2 separate regions of the Bicyclus anynana genome follow, and region 1 is linked to region 2. The links are chromatin contacts, called in public Hi-C maps. All regions are on one chromosome and are shown on one strand. The core of a region is the stretch at or near the end of the contact, and the rest is flanking DNA. Distances in the headings are between cores, read along the strand shown.

Region 1 (4,235 bases), core at 1,314-3,813, 100 kb after region 2:
GAACACCTGGAAGACATCAACTTGTTAGCTATGTATTTAAATATTTATTAAATATCATATTTAAATTAGCCTTTTTCCTAAAAATTTAAAAAAATTCCGCTAGTGGCAGCACCGGTGGGGACACGTGTTATGTGTTTTGAATTCTTTATTGACAATGAATACGGTGTTACAAAAAATTGACATGCGTATAAAATATTGCGCATTCGATAATTATCGTACATCTGAGAGTCGATACAAGCAGGATGGTGTAAAATTTAACTTGTTTAAAGCGAAACAAATCGTAGGATTGATTTTTTTCGTTTTGTGGGATAGCTAACAATACTCGTTATGTTTAGGTATAACAAAAGTTTTAAAAATACGTCGTCTTTATAATACTATGCGTAGGTACTTACATGCATTATACAAAAATGATGGCAAGTTACGTTACGTAAGTATAGTATACACGTTAATATAAGAATTTATTGGATTAACGTACCTATTATAAGGTAAAGCTACCTATAGTTCACGCAAAATAACATGAAACTTAAATCTGGTTTTAAAACATAAATAAAAAAACAAATATTATTTAAGTGTACCTAATAAGAAGAAGAGAAGTAAGAACACTTGCATAACAAAAATCAGACAAAACTCTATACTAAAAATTGTATCTGAAAATTTGAAGTAAACAATAACAGAATATTTCATGCATTTGGGATTTACCAGAGATTATTACCAGCGTGTTGTTTGCGACAGCACACCGTCGTGCGAGAGATTACAGCGAGGAGCTGACTATCTTATCTGTTCATTTATTAATCTTTCATAATTATGATTGATTCAGCTTTCGTAAATCTTATGCAGAAGTGCTTATTCATCAACTTTCTGATGCATTGCAAGAGGTGCGTTATATTTACCGTACGTCATGACTGTACATTATGTAAAACTTTAAGTATGACGTAAGCTTCTGTAACTCTTTCCAAGGTTAAGGTAAATTTCGCTTTGAGTTGTTGTAGGTACACATTAGTAGCACCGTCTTCAAACTGATCAGTAGGTAATATGGTAATGATAATGTAACATAATATGATGTTATTTTTCGCTTTTTAGTTAAGTCGGTACGTTTTATGCTTTTGAAGTTGGCTGTATTTCTTTATTTATTTTTTAATTTTTCAATGTTTAGTGTAATTATACTAGATTTAGATCTAGGCAAAAAAAATTCCCCCAAGGTATGAATGCTCCGTGTGTGTTAAAATTTTAGATGGAATAGCGTAGCATTAACTGTCCCTTGTCTCCATTATCAGACACCTAATGACAGTCATAACCTATCTAGGTGGCAAGTAATCATCAATACAAATAAATCAAGCCTAATCACAAGGTAGCTACTGTAAGCCGTCGAGGAATTCCATTAAGTATCGTTACCATTGCGCCGCGCAGGGCTCCGCTCGGACAAGTGCTCTCTCTCACCAGGTGCAAAGTCCCCATGAATACAAATTGATTAAGCCAGATCACAAGGTAGCTACTGTAAACCGTTGAGTAGTTCCATTACCTGTCCTTCGTATCATCAGAGCCCTAATGACAGTCACAACCTATCTAGGTGGCAAGTCCTCATCATTACAAATAAATCAAGCCCAATCACAAGATAGCTACTGTAAGCCGTCGAGGAGTTCCATTACCTGTCCTTCGTATTCATCATCAGAGCCCTAATGACAGTCACAACCTATCTAGGTGGCAAGTCCTCATCATTAAAAAAAAAATCAAGCCCAATCACAAGATAGCTATGGTAAACCGTCGAGGAGTTCCCATTACCTGTCCTTCGTATACATCATCAGAGCCCTAATTACAGTCACAACCTATCTAGGTGGCAAGTCCTCATCATTACAAATAAATCAAGCCCAATCACAAGATAGCTACTGTAAGCCGTCGAGGAGTTCCATTACCTGTCCTTCGTATTCATCATCAGAGCCCTAATGACAGTCACAACCTATCTAGGTGGCAAGTCCTCATCATTAAAAAAAATCAAGCCCAATCACAAGATAGCTATTGTAAACCGTCGAGGAGTTTCCATTACCTGTCCTTCGTATTCATCATCAGAGCCCTAATTACAGTCACAACCTATCTAGGTGGCAAGTCCTCATCATTACAAATAAATCAAGCCCAATCACAAGATAGCTACTGTAAGCCGTCGAGGAGTTCCATTACCTGTCCTTCGTATTCATCATCAGAGCCCTAATTACAGTCACAACCTATCTAGGTGGCAAGTCCTCATCATTACAAATAAATCAAGCCCAATCACAAGATAGCTACTGTAAACCGTCGAGGAGTTTCCATTACCTGTCCTTCGTATTCATCATCAGAGCCCTAATTACAGTCACAACCTATCTAGGTGGCAAGTCCTCATCATTACAAATAAATCAAGCCCAATCACAAGATAGCTACTGTACACCGTCGAGGAGTTCCATTACCTGTCCTTCGTATTCATCATCAGAGCCCTAATGACAGTCACAACCTAACTAGGTGGCAAGTCGTCATCAATACGCAAGTCGCCGGCGGCGCGCAGGGCTCGCTCGTGCAAGTGCTCTCTCTCACCAGGTTGTAGACGTCGCGCACGCCGCGCACGCGCACCCAGTGGAACAGCCCGCCGGCCGGCTCGCTCCACTGCAGCAAGTCGCCGGCGCCGCGCAGGGCTCCGCTCAGCGCGTTGCGCCGCTGCTCGTAGAAGGCGCGCGTCGCCAGCAGGTGCGTCGCCAGCGCGTCGCGGTCGGTGATCAGGTGGAACGAGATCGCCTGCAACAGAACACACTGCTACATAATCTGCGTCTTAGCACTCGCGACACACTCTGAATGGTTTGAGGAAGATCTTATAAGATATTTTTTTAGTCCGACCTTTAGGCTAGAAATCTTCGGGCTTCGGGCTATAAGCGACGAGATACTTAAAAAAAGCAAAGAAAGGTAAAAACCCGTCGTCTACGAGTAGCTCAGTGGGAAGGGTCTCCTTATTGGAGGTCAAAAATGCATCAATAAAGATTGCAGTAGGTATTATTTATGTATAATTGGGTACTCTCAGCACTGGCTCACGTGCTCCGACGCGCGGATACATCAAGCTGTCAGCGCTAATCCCGCTATCAACACAAACGACGATTAACTTCGCGAACTATTTTGTTTGCCTGCCGCCGCCCAATAGCGATGTCGTCCGTTTAACTGTGACGTCACGAGATAACAGTAATTATAATTAACTAAATTGATTAGTGATGATTTAATTTAACCGATAACATATCTAAAGGAAGGTTCAGTGTTAACATAGGCTACATTATCTATACTAATCCGTACCAATATTATAAAGAAGTAAAGTTTGTGATAATGTACTGGATGAGCCCTGGATCTGCTGAACAGATTTGAAAATTTTTCTACGACAAAGCCATATTTTATCTCCGTATTATCACGGGAATGGGAACTATGCGGGTGAAACGTGGTATTGTCTTATATTAATTAGCTGACTTCCAAAAAGGAGGAGGTTCTACATTCGGCTGTATGTATGTTTTTTTTTTTATGTATGTCCAGCGATAATTCCATCATTTGTGGACCGATTTGGAAAATTCTTTTTTGTTTTGAAGGGTTTGATTTCAGGGTGGTCCCATTTTTTTCATGTCAGGATCTGATAATGGCATCCTGGAGAAATTGAGGGGAACTTTCGAAAATCGTAAGGACGGCTAGTGCGTTTGTTAGTGTTTTCCATAAGGTATTTTAAACCACTACAATTTTATGAAGGTCGGGAGTTGGTCTGATGATGGAGCCGAAACACAGACGATGGAACTCGTCAACGATTTACAGCAGGTACCTTTTGTTTGGGCTTGATTTATTTGTATTGATGAGTACTTTCCACCTAGATGGGTTGTGACTGTATAGGGGGTCTGGTGATGAAGACGGGGGACAGTCACCATTCACGTTTTTCTCAATATTCATGTTACGTGTGGATAAAGGGGCAGTGAAATTTTGTGTGGATTGTGGGATTATAGGACTTAGATACTTATTATAAGAAAATAACGTTTCATTTGTGTTCACACTCAGTAGGTGTGCTAACACTAAAAATTTAAAAATAAAAATTTTAATAAAAAAAATTCAACCGACTTCCAACTCGAAAATTAACCTAAACTAAAAAGCAAAAAATAATATCTTACCTATATGCTACCTTCTGATCAGTTTGAAGGCTGTGCCAAGCCAGTGATGTTTTAATTTAAGCCGTTTAAATTACAAAATTTCTGTGG
Region 2 (4,085 bases), core at 962-3,461:
GCAGGTCATTATGTCTGTTTGTACCCCTGGTGCTGTTCCTAGCGGATTTTTTCAACACCTTTATAGGAAAATGGCTCATTGGGTCCGAGTCGCCGACTCACATACGTGTACCGCACAGCTCAATCGGCGGTAGCTGCAGAACAAATAGGTTGACATAGCTACTCGTAGGCCCACGCGAATCGGTACTCATTGGCGTATTATGCAATTATACTTGCTTAACAATTCTGCTTTTTTGTGTCGAAGACAACTCTCAACAGTCACCGCCAGCACCAGTCTACAAGTCCACCAGTCCATCAGACCATCAGTTCACCAATCCATGAACTTTGATTAATACCTAGGCCGATCTATTTGGTTGTGATTTTGAAGTTTCTATCAGGCAAGAACTTGAAGAAATATACTTGAAATATAAAATATAATAAAGAAAAAATAATAAGGCAACTTGTAATTTAGTCTTGCATAATGTTCTATTAATTGTATTTTAAGAATAAGTAAAATAATTGTTTATTACATAATGTCATACAATAAGTAATGAATAATTATTTTACTTAGTATTAAAATCACACTTGACATAATTTATTATTTTTATCTTCCATCTGTGTCATTTATTTGTAACTAGAATGTTTTATCTTTTCCTTTCTAGGTGGCGCTGATGTAACAAGACTGACGAATAAATAGGAACCCAGGAATGTTAACACTTAGCGTTACAAATGTACACCGCTAGGTGGCACTGTTAGATGTCTATGCAATCCACCCATTATAAATGCTGTTTTTTTGAGAAATGGTTTGTATTTAGCTTCCAAGATTTGGTCAACAAATTAAGAACAAATCCTTCCTCTTCAAATTTGTCTGTATATATGTAACATATTGTCCTTGCCCTCCTACTTAGTAACGTATGTTAAAATATTAATTATGATTTAGAGAATGAAGTAAGTATGGAAATGAAACTTTGGTAGGTACCCGTGAAACTTTGGTAGGTTTGGTATCTACAGTTTTCCACAGCGTTAGCTTTGCGTTTTCTATGGTAGATCAACGATATTTTATACTATTAGATATGACAATTTTATACGCACGTAACAGTGCGTATGAAATCACCGCAAAAAGTGTTTCAAACTCAGCTACTCTACTGATCTCCCACCTGCACAATTTTGTGTACACCTAATTAGCTACTTATATTATATATTTATGTATAGTTACATAAATAGTTTAACACTTCCTGTGTGCGACTCCGCTATTTTATAATCGTCGATAAAATATTCGCCTACAACAAGTTTTATTCGAATTTATTTCTATGGTAAGTATGCCAAAAATAAATAGTCCCTAAGAACCAAGTTGCCGTGGAAACCAATGATGTCACAGCGCTGTAAATTTACAAAAAGCGCGGACTGAACAGTTGAAAGCACTACACGACGTTGTAAACAACATTTAGGTATTATTATGTTTAAATAACCTTTGTAGTTTACTAAGCGACTAAATTAAATAACGAGTGAGATATTGGGCGCCGTTGCCGTAGCCTCAGTTTCGACGCGCTAGTGCCATATCTAATAATATACAATATCATTACGTTTTTTTAGAAAGTCTTTACTTGCCTATTTTATTTCAGAAATTACACATTGTATATAACCTACTTAACAGCTTATTTTTAGAAATATAATTCAAATTTAATCTGAAATAATTGCAAGCGTGTAAGAATAGGTATGTTTTGTAAAATATTTTCAAGCAGACATTTAATTTTAAATTTTAACATAGTAAAATATAATTATTAATAATTTATTAATTTTTTAAGAGTACATTTATCATAATTAATTTTGTTTCAACAGAAATTATGGTCGGTGGCAGTTAATTTTATTTTAATTTATTCAAGACTTCTGTTGTTTATTTTATTTATTTAAAGTTAATTTAAAATCTGTAAACTACCTAGGTGTATAAGTAAGACATACATGCCAGATTTATTATCACACCAGCTAATGTAACTATACAATCTGCAAACAAATAAATTGATGTAATAAAAGATTCCAATTAGAAGAGTCAATGTAAAGGGCAAATTCATTAGCTGCGAGTAAGTGCTGCATGTCGACGGTAGAGGGCGCTGTAATGAAGTGTCGTCGTCAAAGAATCGAAACAAAGTGGTTGGTTGCTTTATGAAGCAATAAGGCAATCCAATAAGAGCGGGGGCGGGGGCGGGGGCGCGATATCTGCAGCAATTACGGCTAAACAAATGAAACCTAACGAAATTCACCTCCGAGAGAGCGCGGCGCCGCACAGCGCGCGCGTGGAGTCGCCACGCTGCCGACAATGACACTTTACTGTGCTCGATTTGATGAGCACTTTCTGCAATACTTTGTACAGCCCGTCAATTCACTAACTTTGACGGAAGTTAATAGAATTAACATCAAATCAATAACAACTGCATTTTTCGTATTCCGTAAAGCTTATTGTTAACAAAATCCAAAACGAAATAGTTATTTAACTAAGTAATACAAAATATGTAGTTACAGTTATCAAATTTTAGATCATTTCTAGTGATTATAATACTGTGAGGTGACTGTGAGTGTGTGACTCATATCGCTTTATTAACATTATCAGAATATTATAAACAGAAATAAAGATGTGTTTGTTTCTGTTTTAGAAATAAGAGCATGCATTGGCGTAACTGTAAGGTGGCAGCTGGCAAAATCAAAGCCCCTGGCTCGACGGTTCTCCGCCGAGAAGCTACGAGTATGAGCTTAAGAAAAAGAAAATATTAATGAATTTTGGACATCATTAAACATTTTTTTGCATGATAAAGTATACCTATTATAAAATAAAATATGACTTTTTAACCGAAAAAGAATAAATCCGCCTCAAGGGTTCTATTGTAATAATTATAGTAATTATTAAATTTATGATATGTATTTTTATTAATACCTAATGGAAATGTTATTGGAATTAATATTTTTTTCTTGTGCCCCACATACGTGAGTTGCCTGAACTTTTAATATAATTGTTAGTACCTACTATAATGGTAAATGGAAATAAAAAAAATAAAAAAGTCGCATCTACGGTGGTCTCTGTCCCCAGGCGAGTGCCAAAGGGCTGTGTGTCGGGTGTTTTAGGTTTTTTCAGCGGCTTTGAATTGCAAATTGTCGTCGGCTCCCCGCGCCCCGCGCCGCCGCCGCCTGCCTCGCCCCGCGCCTGAAGCTACAAGAGTAATTAAAAATCAGGTCGACTGCAGCGCTGCTGCGGTGAGTAGCAGCACTTCTAGTAGTAACTGTAACCGGCAATTTAGTCCTTAGTCTCTAATAAATATTGAAAGTAATTAATGTAGAGCAATATACTAACATTGAAATAATATTACAATTTAGAAGGAGATTATTTTTTTATTTTACTTTATATTTAAGATCGTTGAGTGTGGGTTCACATCATGACGCTCGACAACAGATGGCGCGCAGCTCATACTTAAAGCAAAATAAATACTCGTAATAGCCGATGGTATATCTCGTAGCGTCTTTCAATTTTTTATTGAAATTTTTTACAAAAATAAAATAATTATGAGATGAACAGTACTTACGTATAGGAAAATATATGTTTTATTTACCGCAAAGATGGTCCTATATTTTTTTGTGTTTTAAAATATAATTCAAAATAACTTATCTACTACAAGTAGGTAACTATTTAATAATACTACAAACTATCTATATTTCTATTAGGCACAGTATCTATCAGCCGTATCGTTGGTTCAATTCCTGGTTCTAAGAATATTTCAGTTAAAATTGTCAGCCGGAAGGTTGTCGGTGCTCCACCCGCGTGCCTCGCGGAGCACGGAACGCCGCCGGCTCCGGTCATTGCCGTGAACAACTGACACTGGTGCTGCAACACCCTCAGCCCGCCAACCAGCATTGGAGCAGCGTGGCGGGTGTAAGCTACATATCGGGCGGCCTGGCGCTGTTGTGGGCCGGTACAATATAGGCTAACAATGATGATCTATTAGTTTTCTGTTGTTTCGTTGACGCCGAAACTGGAAAACATTTATGCGCCGACTGTGTGATTGATAAAACTCAATTAATAATAAACATTGGAATGTTACCGTGAATGTAGCACATTATTCT

The links. Hi-C and Micro-C count contacts between places; a contact is called where the count stands out from the background.
Region 1: a contact with region 2 is called in a Hi-C map of whole body, with 6 times the contacts expected there. The contact joins two enhancer-like sites. A contact is called at or near these places in 2 of 2 Hi-C or Micro-C datasets (whole body and whole larva).

Annotation. Positions count from the first base shown.
Region 1 is chr2:245,923-250,157 of ilBicAnyn1.1, forward strand. LOC112051929 (kynurenine/alpha-aminoadipate aminotransferase, mitochondrial) reads right to left here. Exons shown (of 7, transcript XM_024090787.2): 6 at 2,560-2,757; 7 at 1-6. Among protein-coding and RNA genes, the nearest start is that of LOC112051929, 9.6 kb to the right of the region's middle. Within about 2 kb of position 2,564, at least 6 of the 8 cell types and tissues checked have open chromatin away from gene starts, as enhancers often do.
Region 2 is chr2:146,665-150,749 of ilBicAnyn1.1, forward strand. No RefSeq gene overlaps it. Among protein-coding and RNA genes, the nearest start is that of LOC128198607, 11 kb to the left of the region's middle. Within about 2 kb of position 2,212, at least 2 of the 8 cell types and tissues checked have open chromatin away from gene starts, as enhancers often do.